2 separate regions of the Macaca mulatta genome follow, and region 1 is linked to region 2. A link is a contact called in public Hi-C data. All regions are on one chromosome and are shown on one strand. Each heading gives the region's core, a stretch centred on a gene start, on an enhancer-like site or on the middle of the called end of the contact. The rest is flanking DNA. Distances are from core to core; before and after follow the strand shown. Region 1 holds the start of ALG8 (ALG8 alpha-1,3-glucosyltransferase). Region 2 holds the start of INTS4 (integrator complex subunit 4).

Region 1 (5,932 bases), core at 2,477-4,976, 160 kb before region 2:
AAGCAAGCAACAGGAACTAGATCGGAACCCCTGGTGTTTTGGTAACACGTGTGTGTGTGTGTGTGTTCTCACATAGTAAGTCTGGAGGTAGAGGGATTTGTTTATTAGCTCAATGATGTCAGGGTCAGCATGAGGCAGTTTTTCCTTACAGCTGAGTCTAGCTTTATGCCTCATGTTCAAGTCTAAAGCAGAAAGAATGAGAAAAGGGGTACAATTCATGACAACTGTCTCTACCATTTTTTGTTAGAACTCAGAAAATTCACTAGAAATGAAGTTAGGGAAAAAACCTCAGAAAAATAAGATTCCTGTTTATTGTTGGATAATGTTGTTTCACACATATATCAAACAGGTTGAAAAAATAAGACTTGTTGTTTTTGCATTTATTTATTTTTGAGACAGAGTCTTACTCTGTCACCCAGGCTGCAGTGCAATGATCTCTGCTCAATGCAACCTCCGCCTCCTGAGTTCAAGCAATTCTCATGCCTCAGCCTCCCATGTAGCTGGGATTACAGGCACCCGCCACCAGGCCTGGCTAATTTTTGTATTTTCAGTAGAAATGGGTTTTCACCATGTTGGCTAGGCTGGTCTCAAACCCCTGACCTCAGGTGATTCACCTGCCTAGGCCTACCAAAGTGCTGGGATCACAGCATGAGCCACCATGCTTGGCCTGTTTTTGCTTTTTTTGAGACAGTCTCACTCTGTCGCCCAGGCTGGAGTGCAGTGGTGTCATCTCAGCTCACTGCAACCTCTGCCTCCCAGGTTCCAGCAATTCTCCTGCCTCAGCCTCCTGAGTAGCTGGGACTACAGGCACATACCACCAAGCCTGGCTAATTTTTGTATATTTAGTAGAGTAGGGTTTCACCATGTTGGCCAGGCTGGTCTTGAACTCCTGACCTCAGGTGATGCACCCGCCTGAGCCTCTCAAAGTGCTGGGCTTACAGCCATGAACCACCTCACCCGATCTATTTTTGCATTTGTTTATGCGTTTGTTTGTTTTTCTTCCTCCTTTGAGATTCTAATGAACATGATCACACTACAAGTAAGGTCAGAAGTTGGGTGAAGAACACTCTGAAAGCTGTTTTGGTCATCCAAGATTGTTAAAAATGCCTGACCTCTAAAAATATGTACAAAGATATAAAGTAGAAACAAAAAATATAGACCAATTTTTCTTTTAAAAAATGCTTTTGGCTGGGTGTGGTGGCTCACGCTTGTAATCCCAGCACTTTGGGAAGGCCAAGGCAGGTGGATCACGAGGTCAGGAGTTCAAGACCAGCCTGGCCAACATGGTGAAACCCCATCTCTCCTAAAAATACAAAAATTAGCTGAGTGTAGTGGCATGCGCCTGTAACCCCAGCTACTTGGGAGGCTGAGGCAGAGAATTGCTTAAACCCAGGAGGCAGAGGCTGCAGAGAGCCGAGATTGTGCCACTACACTCCAGGCAATAGAGTGAGACTCCATCTCCAAGAAAAAAAAAATGCTTTGAATAAAAAATGCAAGGCCTTGGAAGTTTGGGTTCTTTTTTCCTCTCCTGTTGCAGATTCACATTACAGTTTTGGATGGGTGGTAGAAAGTGCATGTCACCTTCGGTGGCACTGTCTGCAGTGGGTGGGCCTCTCTACTGGTAGGTGACCACCTTTAGATACTGAGACAGCAAGTATGAGTAGCCTTCTTTTACCTTCTTTTAACTTTTCCTTTTTTGCTGTCTGGTCATCCTCATTGGTATTCTGCTTCTCGGTGTCAAGATCATCTTCATCATCATCTTCAGCTGCCCATTTGACCGTAGCTATTACAGGAAAGTAATCGATTGTAAGGATGGAAGGAGGTTGGAGTGATGTGAGGAAGGGGCCAAGGAATACAGGCAACTTCTAAAAGCTGAAAAAGGCAAGAAAAACCATCTCCCTGCAGAGCCTCTGGAAGCAGCCAATCCAAATGACACCTTGACTTTAGCCCAGTGAGACTGATTTTAAATTTCTGGTTTACAGAACTGTAAGAGAATAAATTTGTGTTGTTTTAAGCTACTAAGTTTATGGTAATTTGTTACAGCAGAAATAGAAAATTAATGCAAAGTGCCTTTAAAACATCTAAGTAGCTGGGCATGGTGGCACACAACTGTAATCCCAATACTTTGGGAGGCTAAGGCAGGAATATCACTTGAGCCCAGGAGTTTGAGACCAGCAAGGACAACATAGGGAGATCCCATCTCTACACACACACACACACACACACACACACACGTTGCCACATCCCTGTGGTCCCAGTTACTCAAGAGGCTGAGGTGGGGAGGACTGCTTGAGCCCAGGAGGTCAAGGTGGCAATGATCTGTGTTTGCACTATTGCCCTCCAACCTGGGCCACAAAATGAGACCCTGTCTCTCAAAAACAAAACGAAAACATCTACGTGAGGTCAGGTAGTCAACTGGAGATCAGGGTCTGGAAGTGAGAGGAGTGCTGAGCTATAAATCTGTGCATCATATTCACATGGGTGGCGGTTGAAGCTGTGGGAGGGCATAAACTCATATTAGGGAGGTGACACTGTCACCGACTTGCTATGCATCTTTCAGCAAGATAATTAACTGATCTGACACATTATTGAGCATTTATTCTGTCCTGGAATCATATCAAGCAATTTATATGCATCCTTATTTAATCCTCACAACCACTTTATGAGGCTGAAACTTTTTTTTGAGACGGAGTTTCGCTCTGGTCTCCCAGGCTGGAGTGCAATGGCGCGATCTCAGCTCACTGCAACCTCCGCCTCCCACGTTCAAGTGATTCTCTAGCTTCAGCCTCCAGAGTAAGTGGAATTACAGGCGCCCGCCACCATGCTTGACTAATTTTTTTAAAAATTTTTAATTAAGTGTTGGCCAGGCTGATCTCAAACTCCTGAACTCAGGTGATTCGCCCGCCTCGGCCTCCCAGTGTTGGGATTACAGGCGTGAGCACCGCGTCCGGCCAGAAACCATTTTTATCTCCTATTTTCAAAAAAAAAATAATAAAAGAAAAAAAGAAACTGAGGTTTAGATAATTTGTCCAAGATCACACAGTAAAATAATGAGACAAGTCTAATTCCATTGCATGTGCCTCAGTCTTTTCGCAATCTGCGACTTTATTGGGCCTACTGAATCAGAATCTGAATTTTAACATGAACCGTAGGTTATCTGTACAGTAAGCGTTAGGACTAGCCTCCACCCTGCTTCCAGAATGGGTTCCGCTCAAGGAGGAGCTGAGCCAAGAGCCTCGCTCAGAGTTCTAAAAACAATGTTTCTCACCTCTGTATCTTTGCACATGCCATTCTCTAGCTGGATTTAATACTCCGGTGCAGGCATCCAGGTTGGGAGCCCCCGCAGTTCTCTCATGGTACTTTTATCTACTGTAACTCTAGGGCAACAATCCTGACTTCTCCACTAGTGCATGCACGTCTCTAGCGTTGTTTTTTTTTTCCTCACCTAAGTATCCCCAATACTACACAGTGATGACTCAGAGCAAACGACCACTCTTTCTATGCAAGTATGAACTAGCCGATAAAACTTAAAACTGGCTACAAAGGCCAGGGCAGAAGCCCTTCCTGCCCGGGGGGAAACGCGGCTGTAAAGAAAAAGTGGCCGGGAGGTTTAAATCGCTGACTGCAGTCCTCGGACTGGCTGCGCGGCTCGCCGCATGCGCGCAGCTCGCGGGCTCCGCTTCAGTGGGCCTTCTCCGCATGCGCGGGATCCCGGATGTGGATCAAGTTGGTAGGAAGCGTGCGGTGCCGCAGCAATGGCGGCGTTCACAATTGCCGCGGGGACTGGCAATTGGTTTTCGGCTTTGGCGCTCGGGGTGACTCTCCTCAAATGCCTTCTCATCCCCACCTAGTAAGGGACTCCCACGGCCAGGGGCTGGGCGGGGAGGCCCCGCGGTCGGTCAGGGCGGGAGAGAGAGGTGTGGATATCCCTAGTTATAAAGAGAAGGAACTTAAGGTCGTGTTTGTCGGTACCCTGCTTTTGCTAAGCTTTCCGTTTCGTCGTTTGTTACTTGACTTAGCCTCAGCTGGCTAGGTTCAGACCTGGCGCTGTCGGATTTGGAACAAGTCACTTTAATGTTTCTGAACCTCAGGGTCCTTATCCTTAATATGCATTTAAGAACCTTTCGAACAGCCATTCAGCCACTATTAACAGGTGCCTGAGGTGCCAGGTACCCTTCTAACTCCCGAGAGGTGCGGTGGTGAGCAAGACATTACTGGTCCTTGCTCTCGAAGTTGGTGGGTGGAACTAGACAAACAGGAACGTTTCAGATTGTGATAAAGGAAATAGAGGGTTACTAAGTGGCTGGGCGCTACTCCTTTAGAAGGTGATGTTTGAGTTGAAATTCAAAAAATGAAAAAAGAATAAGTGATGTGGAAAGCAGTTCAGGCATAGTAAAGAGTAAGTTCAATGGCCCTGTGGCAGGAAAGAAGTCAGAGCATTTTAGGAACACAAAGTGCCTCTTGTGGCTGCAGAGCATTGAAGAAGAGGAGTGGCACAGGATGGGGTGCACAGGGGACAGATAACACAGGGTTTCGAAGACCACAGTTAGACTGCTGTGTAAAAAATGGATGTAGGGCCAAGACTGAAAGCGTGGAAACCAAGAAGCAACCATCAAATGGTGGTGTGTATACAGTAGGTACTCAATATTTATTAATATTAGCTTCCACCCTGCCTCCATCCTTCCTCTTTTTTCTTTTTCTCCCTCATCCCTTTTCTCCTTTCCCTCCCACTTCCTAGTTTAGGGTTTGTTTTATTGGTATCCTTTGATTCAGGCTCTTGGTGATTTCTTGTTGAGTATGGGAGAGTCGTATGTATAGAATGTAAGTCTATACTGATGTGTATATGTAATCATATAAGTGGAATGTGTATGTAGATTCAGTAAAATGATTAACTGTAGGTCTGTGCATTAAGAAGATATTTCTTGCTTTAGTTGCCTCGGGCTAGAAATGTATCCTCAGAGTTGTTTTTTTTTTTGTTTCTTTGTTATTATTTTGTTTTTGAGACAGGCTTGCCCCACCTTGTCACCGAGACTGGAGTGCAGTGGTACGATCTCAGCTTACTGCAACCCCTGCCTCCCGGGTTCAAATGATTCTCCTGCCTCAGCCTCCTGAGTACCTGGGATTACAGGCGTGCACCACCGCGCCAGGCTAATTTTTGTATTTTTAGTGGAGATGGGTTTCACGATGATGGCCGGGAGCTGGTCTCAAACTCCTGACCTCAAGTGGTCCACACCTGCCTTGGCCTCCCATAATGTTGGGATTACAGGCGTGAGCCACCATGCCTGGCCAGGGTTGTTATTTTGAATACTGCTCTTGGTCCAGGTTAAGAATGTATATAGCACTCACTTTGGCAGCACATGTACAGGAATACCTCATTTTTTGCACTTTGCTTTATTGCACTTCACAGATACTGCATTTTCATTTTTTTTAAACAAATTGAAGGCTGTGGTAACTCTCCATTGAGCAACTCTATCAACGCCATTTTTCTAACATCATGTGCTCATTTTGTGTCTGTGTTACATTTTGGTAAATCTTGAAATATTTCACACTTTTTCATTACTATTATATTTGTTACGATGATCTGTAATCAGTGATCTTTGATATTACTATTCTGATTGCTTTGGGGCAACACTATGGTGAATTTAATAAATGCTGTGTGTTCCGACTGCTCTACCAACCAGCTGTTCCACCATCTCTCTCCCTATCCTCAGGCCTCCCTATTGACTGAGATACAATAATAAAATTAGGCCAATTAATAGCCCTACAGAGGCCTCTAAGTTTTCAAGTGAGAGGAAGAGTCACATATCTGTGACTTTAAATCAAAAGCTCGAAATGATTGAGCTTGATGAGGAAGGCATCCTGAAAGCCAAGACAGGCTGAAAGGTAGGCCCATTGTGCCAAACAGCCAAGTTGTGAGTGCAGAGGAAAAGTT
Region 2 (5,524 bases), core at 2,686-5,185:
GACATGTAATGAGACTGTCCCCAGACCACTGGGGCTCTTGTTGCTGAACCAATAGGCAGAGAAGAAGTTACTAAATTGGGCTGCTGTTATGCAAGAGACAGAGAAGACTGAAGCTTCCTAGATTCATTCACAGGGGAACCTTGACATATTCTCATAAGTAATAATAAAAGTCAAAGGAAAATGGTATCAATACAATAAAGACAGTTTTTCAAGTCAACATTGAAGAATGTGTGTTCTTGTTTCTATACCAGTCTGGTTCATTGAGAAGTTGGCTATACTAACTTCTCAAATTTATTTATTTATAATTTTAAAAAATTATATAGCCAGGCATGGTGGCTCACGCCTGTAATCCCAGCACTTTGGGAGGCCGAGGTGGGCAGATCACTTGAAGTCAGGAGTTTGAGACCAGCCTCGGCAACATGGTGAGACCCTATCTCTACTAAAAATGCAAAAAGATTAGCTCGGTGTGGTGGTGCATGCCTGTAATCTCAGCTACTCATGAGGCTGAGGCAGGAGAATCGCTTGAACCTGGGAGGTCGAGGCTGCAGTGAGCCATGATCGTGCCCCTGCACTGCAGCTTGGGTGACAGTGCTAAACTCCATATAATTTTGTTTTCTTTTAATATAGAGACAAGGTCTCTTTCTGTTGCACTGGCTGGTCTGGAACTCCTGAGCTCAAGTGATCCTCCCACCTACCACTTCCCAAAGTACTGGGATTACAGGTGTGAGGCACGGTGCCTGGCCTCAACTTTATTTTTATTGCTTCTTCCTGTTCCTTGCACGCACTTTACTTTCAACATGAACTGAAGTTCCTTTGGTTTTTGGAATGCACCAAACTCCTTCCTAAAGCCATGCATTTATTTATTTATTTATTTATTATTTTGAGACGGGGTCTCATTCTGTCACCCAGGCTGGAGTGCAGTGGTGCGATCTCAGCTACTGCAACCTCTGCCCAGCGGGCTCAAGCAAACTTCCTACCTCAGCCTCCCAAGTAGCTGGCACTACAGGCATACGCCATCACACCCAGCTAATTTTTTGTTTTTTTGGTAGAGATGGGTTTTCACCATGTTGCCCAGGCTGTCTCCAACTCCTGAGCTCAAGCTATCCCTTTACCTTGGTCTTCCAAAGTGCTGGGATTACAGGTGTGAGCCACCACACCTAGCCACCATGTATTTAATAACAACGATAATACTCGTATCATTGATACTATGATGCACATTTAATGTCTCTAAAATCAGGAGACGTTGGCCAGTTGCTCCTATGTAGATTGAGTCGTAGAAGTTCATAGTGTCATCGCTTCAACTGAGCTCTGTGCAATTTTGGTACTACATGTGTTATTTTAAATTACTATTTAATATATCTCCAAATAGATTATCCTAAAATTTGTCATTAAAAAGTTTTTATGTGCACAGAAAGACATGGAAACAGCAGTGTGATGTAAGATACAAATCTATGTCTAAATAAGTTTAAAAGAGCTGTTTCTGTAAGCATACATAACAAATCCAAGCAATTAGAAACCATTGTTTTTAATTTCAGCATTTCTTTTCTCAACATAAATAAAATATTGATTTTATAATTGCTGGCAGCTTAGATTTGATAGAATATAATAATGGTAATAATAGCAGCTAAGCTTTATCAAAGGTATTGTTTGCTAAATGTTTTTCATTTCCCTTGACATATTTGTATATCTTATCTCGGCGGTCTGGGATGCCTTTGTTTCTGGAAAAACTCATTCTTTTAAAGCCTCATTAGAAATAGTCTCCTTTTTTTTTTTTTTCTTTTATTTGAGACAGTCTTGTTCTGTTGCCCAGGCTGGAGTACCGTGGCCCGAACTCGGCGCACTGCAGCCGCTGCCTCCTGGGTTCAAGCGATTCTCCTGCCTCAGCCTCCCGAGTAGCTAGGATTACAGGCACCCACCCCGACGCCTGGCTAGTTTTTGTATTTTTAGGAGAGACGGGGTTTCACCATGTTGGCCAGGCTGGTCTCGAACTCCCGACCTCAGGTAATCTGCCCGCCTCGGCCTCCCAAAGTGCTGGAATTACAGGGGTGAGCCACCGCGCCCAGGCTTTTTTCTTTTTCTTTTTCTTTTTCTTTTTTTTTTTTGAGACAGGGTCTCACTTCGTTGCCCAGGCTGGAGTGCAGTGGCTCGATGTCGGCACACTGCAACCTCCACATCCCAGGCCCAAGCGATTTTCCCACCTCAGCCTCCGGAGTAGCTGGGACTTCGGGCATGGGACACCGTCATGCCCTGCTAAATTTTGTATTTTTTTAGTAGATTTCGCCATGTTGCCCGGGCTGGTCTCAAAACTTCTGAGCTAGGTGATCCGCCCGCGTTGGCCTCCCGAAGTGCTGGGATTACAGGCGTGAGCCACCACACCCAGTTTCCTCTAATTTTAGGAAAGCCTTCCCTAAGGCACTCTAAGGAAATTAGGTCTGTTTGAACTACATTCATTCCCGTTACCCAGCACATTTCAGTTGCACTGTCACCATCAGTTTGGGTGTCTGTCTTCTCAGACTGTAGGACCTTGAGGATAAATACTATCTTTTGTTTATTTTTGGGTCCTCTGTATCAACCTATCCACCTCAGCCTCCTGCTTTTTTTTTTTTTTTTTTTAACTATCCCTCTCTTTCTTTCCTTCTCCTTCCCTCCTTCCCTCCCTCCTTCCTTCCTTCCTTCCTTCCTTCCTTCCTTCCTTCCCTTTTTCTTTCTCTCTCGCTCTCTCTTTCTTCTCTCTCTCTCTTTCTTCTCTCTCTCTCTCTTTCTTTCTTGATACGGAGTCTCGCTTTGTTGCCCAGGCTGGAGTGCAGTGGCGTGATCTCGGCTCACTGCAACCTCCACCTCCCAGGTTCAAGTGATTCTCCTGCCTCAACCTCCCAAGAGTCTGGGATTACAGGTGTGTGCCACCATGCCCTGGTTAATTTTTATATTTTTAGTAGAGATGGGTTTCACCATGTTGGCCAGGCAGGTCTCGAACTTCTGACCTCAAGTGATCCACCCGCTTCGGCCTCCCAAAGTGTTGGCATTACAGGCATGAGCCACCGTGCCTGGCCCACATTAATTCTTTTGAAAGACCAAAACAATGAACAGCTAATTTCATGTAGGTTGTAAAACTTGACCTTGGATTTACTGACACTAACATGTGCACTACACCTTACAGTCTATAAAATGTTCCTGCATTATTTCACTCCACCGTCACATCTTTGTCAGGTTATTATAAATGCATTTGTAGTTGAGCCATTTGCTTAAGAACCAGAACTGTCGTCTGTAGCTTCGTTGCTTTATCCTTGGTCTCAGATGTCTTTCTACTGTACTATAGCTATCAGAGCAGGGACTGATGCCTCAAAGGATGGCAGCTTTTGCAAAATTGGAATAAGGGAGTATGGAAAGGCACCCCAAAACAGGAGAGGGGTGGCGCACAGCTTGAACAAAGGCAGTGCTCAGGAAACCTATAAGCCACATCGTGTACAGAAAAGGATGATGGGAATGTCAGCTGTGCCTCTTTAAATCCTTTTACTAGTCAAACCCCTTACAGGGCTCCGGGTTTTGCCTCTAGCTCTGGATCGCCCCGCCTCTGCCCTTTAACCTATACTTCCTCCCTCCCTTCGCGCGCACCGCGCAAGTCTCTTAGCCACTCCAAGGCCACCAGCCAGCCTCCCAAAGCTCCCATTGGGTTGCCCACCCTTTCAATCTCGGCTCCTCCCACCAGAGGCCACGCCTCCCACAAGCGGCGCTCTTGTTTGCGTTCTTCCGGCGCAGGAGGCTTAGGCCGCCAAATCAGGCCGTGCAGTGGCGGTGCAGTCGAGCAACAGGAAGCGGTCGCTCTTTCCCCAAACCCCACTGCCTTGTGGGATCTCGGCAAGTCATCCACCCACCCCCGCGCCTAGACAAGTTTTCCGGATCCGTCCACCCCCCCTCCTCCCTCCTAGTGTACGGAAGCTGAGAGGGCCCGCAGGCAGGCATGGCGGCGCACCTTAAGAAGCGGGTTTATGAGGAATTCACGAAAGTGGTTCAGGTAAGCTCTGGCGGGAAAGATCCAGAACCGATCCGGACCAGGGTAGATTATCCAAAACCCATGCACTTTGCCAGAACAGAACAGGCTCCATACGCCCGTGTTAAGTGCAGACTTGTTGATAATCTCTAATATTGCACGTTAGTGGGCGTGTTAGTTTGCAGCCGCTGTTGTCATTAATATGTGAAGTCTGACAGAATTTTAAAAAAATTATTAGGAGAGACAGTGTTTTTTAATTTGTGAAACTGTCTTATCCGTTATCTCATTTTATTCTCTCACACAACTTTGCTACATCGCGTTATATTAGCATCCTCGTTTTCCACATGTGGACATTGAGCCTTCCGGGGAGGTACGAGGATTCACCAGTTAGCAGCAGAGACCCTTCTAGCCTCCCCACCCCCACGTTCCAAAAAAAAGCTCTCAGGGACCAGTTGGAATATACACAAGGTTCTAAGGGGCTGAAAGAAGGGTCTGTAGAATTCCTTCAGGCGCAGTCTAAGCAGGCGGGAGTCACAGACTTCATAGGGCAAGAGCTCTCCATTGGTGGAACGGCTCACCTAGGAAGGAGGACAGTACCTTTCTCACCATGAAGTTGTGACAGGTGGACAGAGCCCATGTCAGAGCGGTCAGTGATGCTCCGTGTGTCTCCATGTAGATGTTGCTAGGGTTGATCCCAAATCATCCTAATGTCTTATTTCTCAGATTTTCACCTGGGGACGTTGTTCAAATGTCGATTCTATTTGATAAGTCAAGCAGAGGAGGTGAGGCAAGATTCTGCATTCCTGACATGCCCCCAAATTCATGCCAATGCATCGATTGCATTCTTAGATCCTTAGACTTGTAGAGTGGCAAGACAGAGCATCCAGCAGGATACTGATCCTTAAACATAACATTGATTCATTCATCCAGCAGTAAAATATGTTAATACATAATATAAAATATGCTAATACATAATATAAAATTTAGAATTTTAACAATTTTAAGTGTAAAGTTCAGTGGCATTAAGAACATTAGTACTGTAATACTGTTGCGCAATGTAATTTCCTTTCTTCCCAACATTCTGTTGTTCCCATTTCCTGAGACTGCTCACCCCTCTTCCACCCATCCTCACATGACCAGATATGCCATGTGTTCATGTGTCTGCATATCTCCAAACTCTTGCACTGGTTGTCTCTTTTATACAGAATACATGCTATTCTTCCCTTTCTTTTTGTTCTCCACCCAGTGGACTTAACATTTGTGCTGCAAGACCCAACTGAAACCTCGTAAAGAGCTTAGTCTTTTCTTCACCTGTTTCTGTAGCATTCTGTGGTACTAATCTTTTTGTACTTTTCGTTCAATGCTACTGTAATTACCAGTGTACCTATTTTCCCACCAGTATGAGGTCCTTGATGGCAGAGGTAATGCCTGGTTCGTCTCCATGTCCTGGAGATGGACAACAGGGCCTGGCTCACTAAAGTGTTACTAGTGGTTGAATGACAGTTGATATTGGTTGTCCTCTCCCTTACATAATAC

The links. A called contact is a pair of places that touch in the nucleus more often than the background predicts.
Region 1: a contact with region 2 is called in a Hi-C map of CD4 T cells, with 3 times the contacts expected there. The contact joins the promoter of ALG8 here to the promoter of INTS4 in region 2. A contact is called at or near these places in 3 of 14 Hi-C or Micro-C datasets (CD4 T cells, fetal cortex germinal zone and liver).

What each region holds. Positions count from the first base shown.
Region 1 is chr14:78,568,041-78,573,972 of T2T-MMU8v2.0, reverse strand. It overlaps ALG8 (ALG8 alpha-1,3-glucosyltransferase), which reads left to right and starts at 3,726. Exons shown (of 13, transcript XM_077964035.1): 1 at 3,726-3,850. The coding sequence starts at 3,830. It overlaps LOC114672365 (a long non-coding RNA gene), which reads right to left and starts at 3,664. Exons shown (of 3, transcript XR_003722706.2): 1 at 3,269-3,664; 2 at 1,429-1,783.
Region 2 is chr14:78,413,326-78,418,849 of T2T-MMU8v2.0, reverse strand. INTS4 (integrator complex subunit 4) reads left to right here and starts at 3,935. Exons shown (of 22, transcript XM_077963963.1): 1 at 3,935-4,012. The coding sequence starts at 3,959.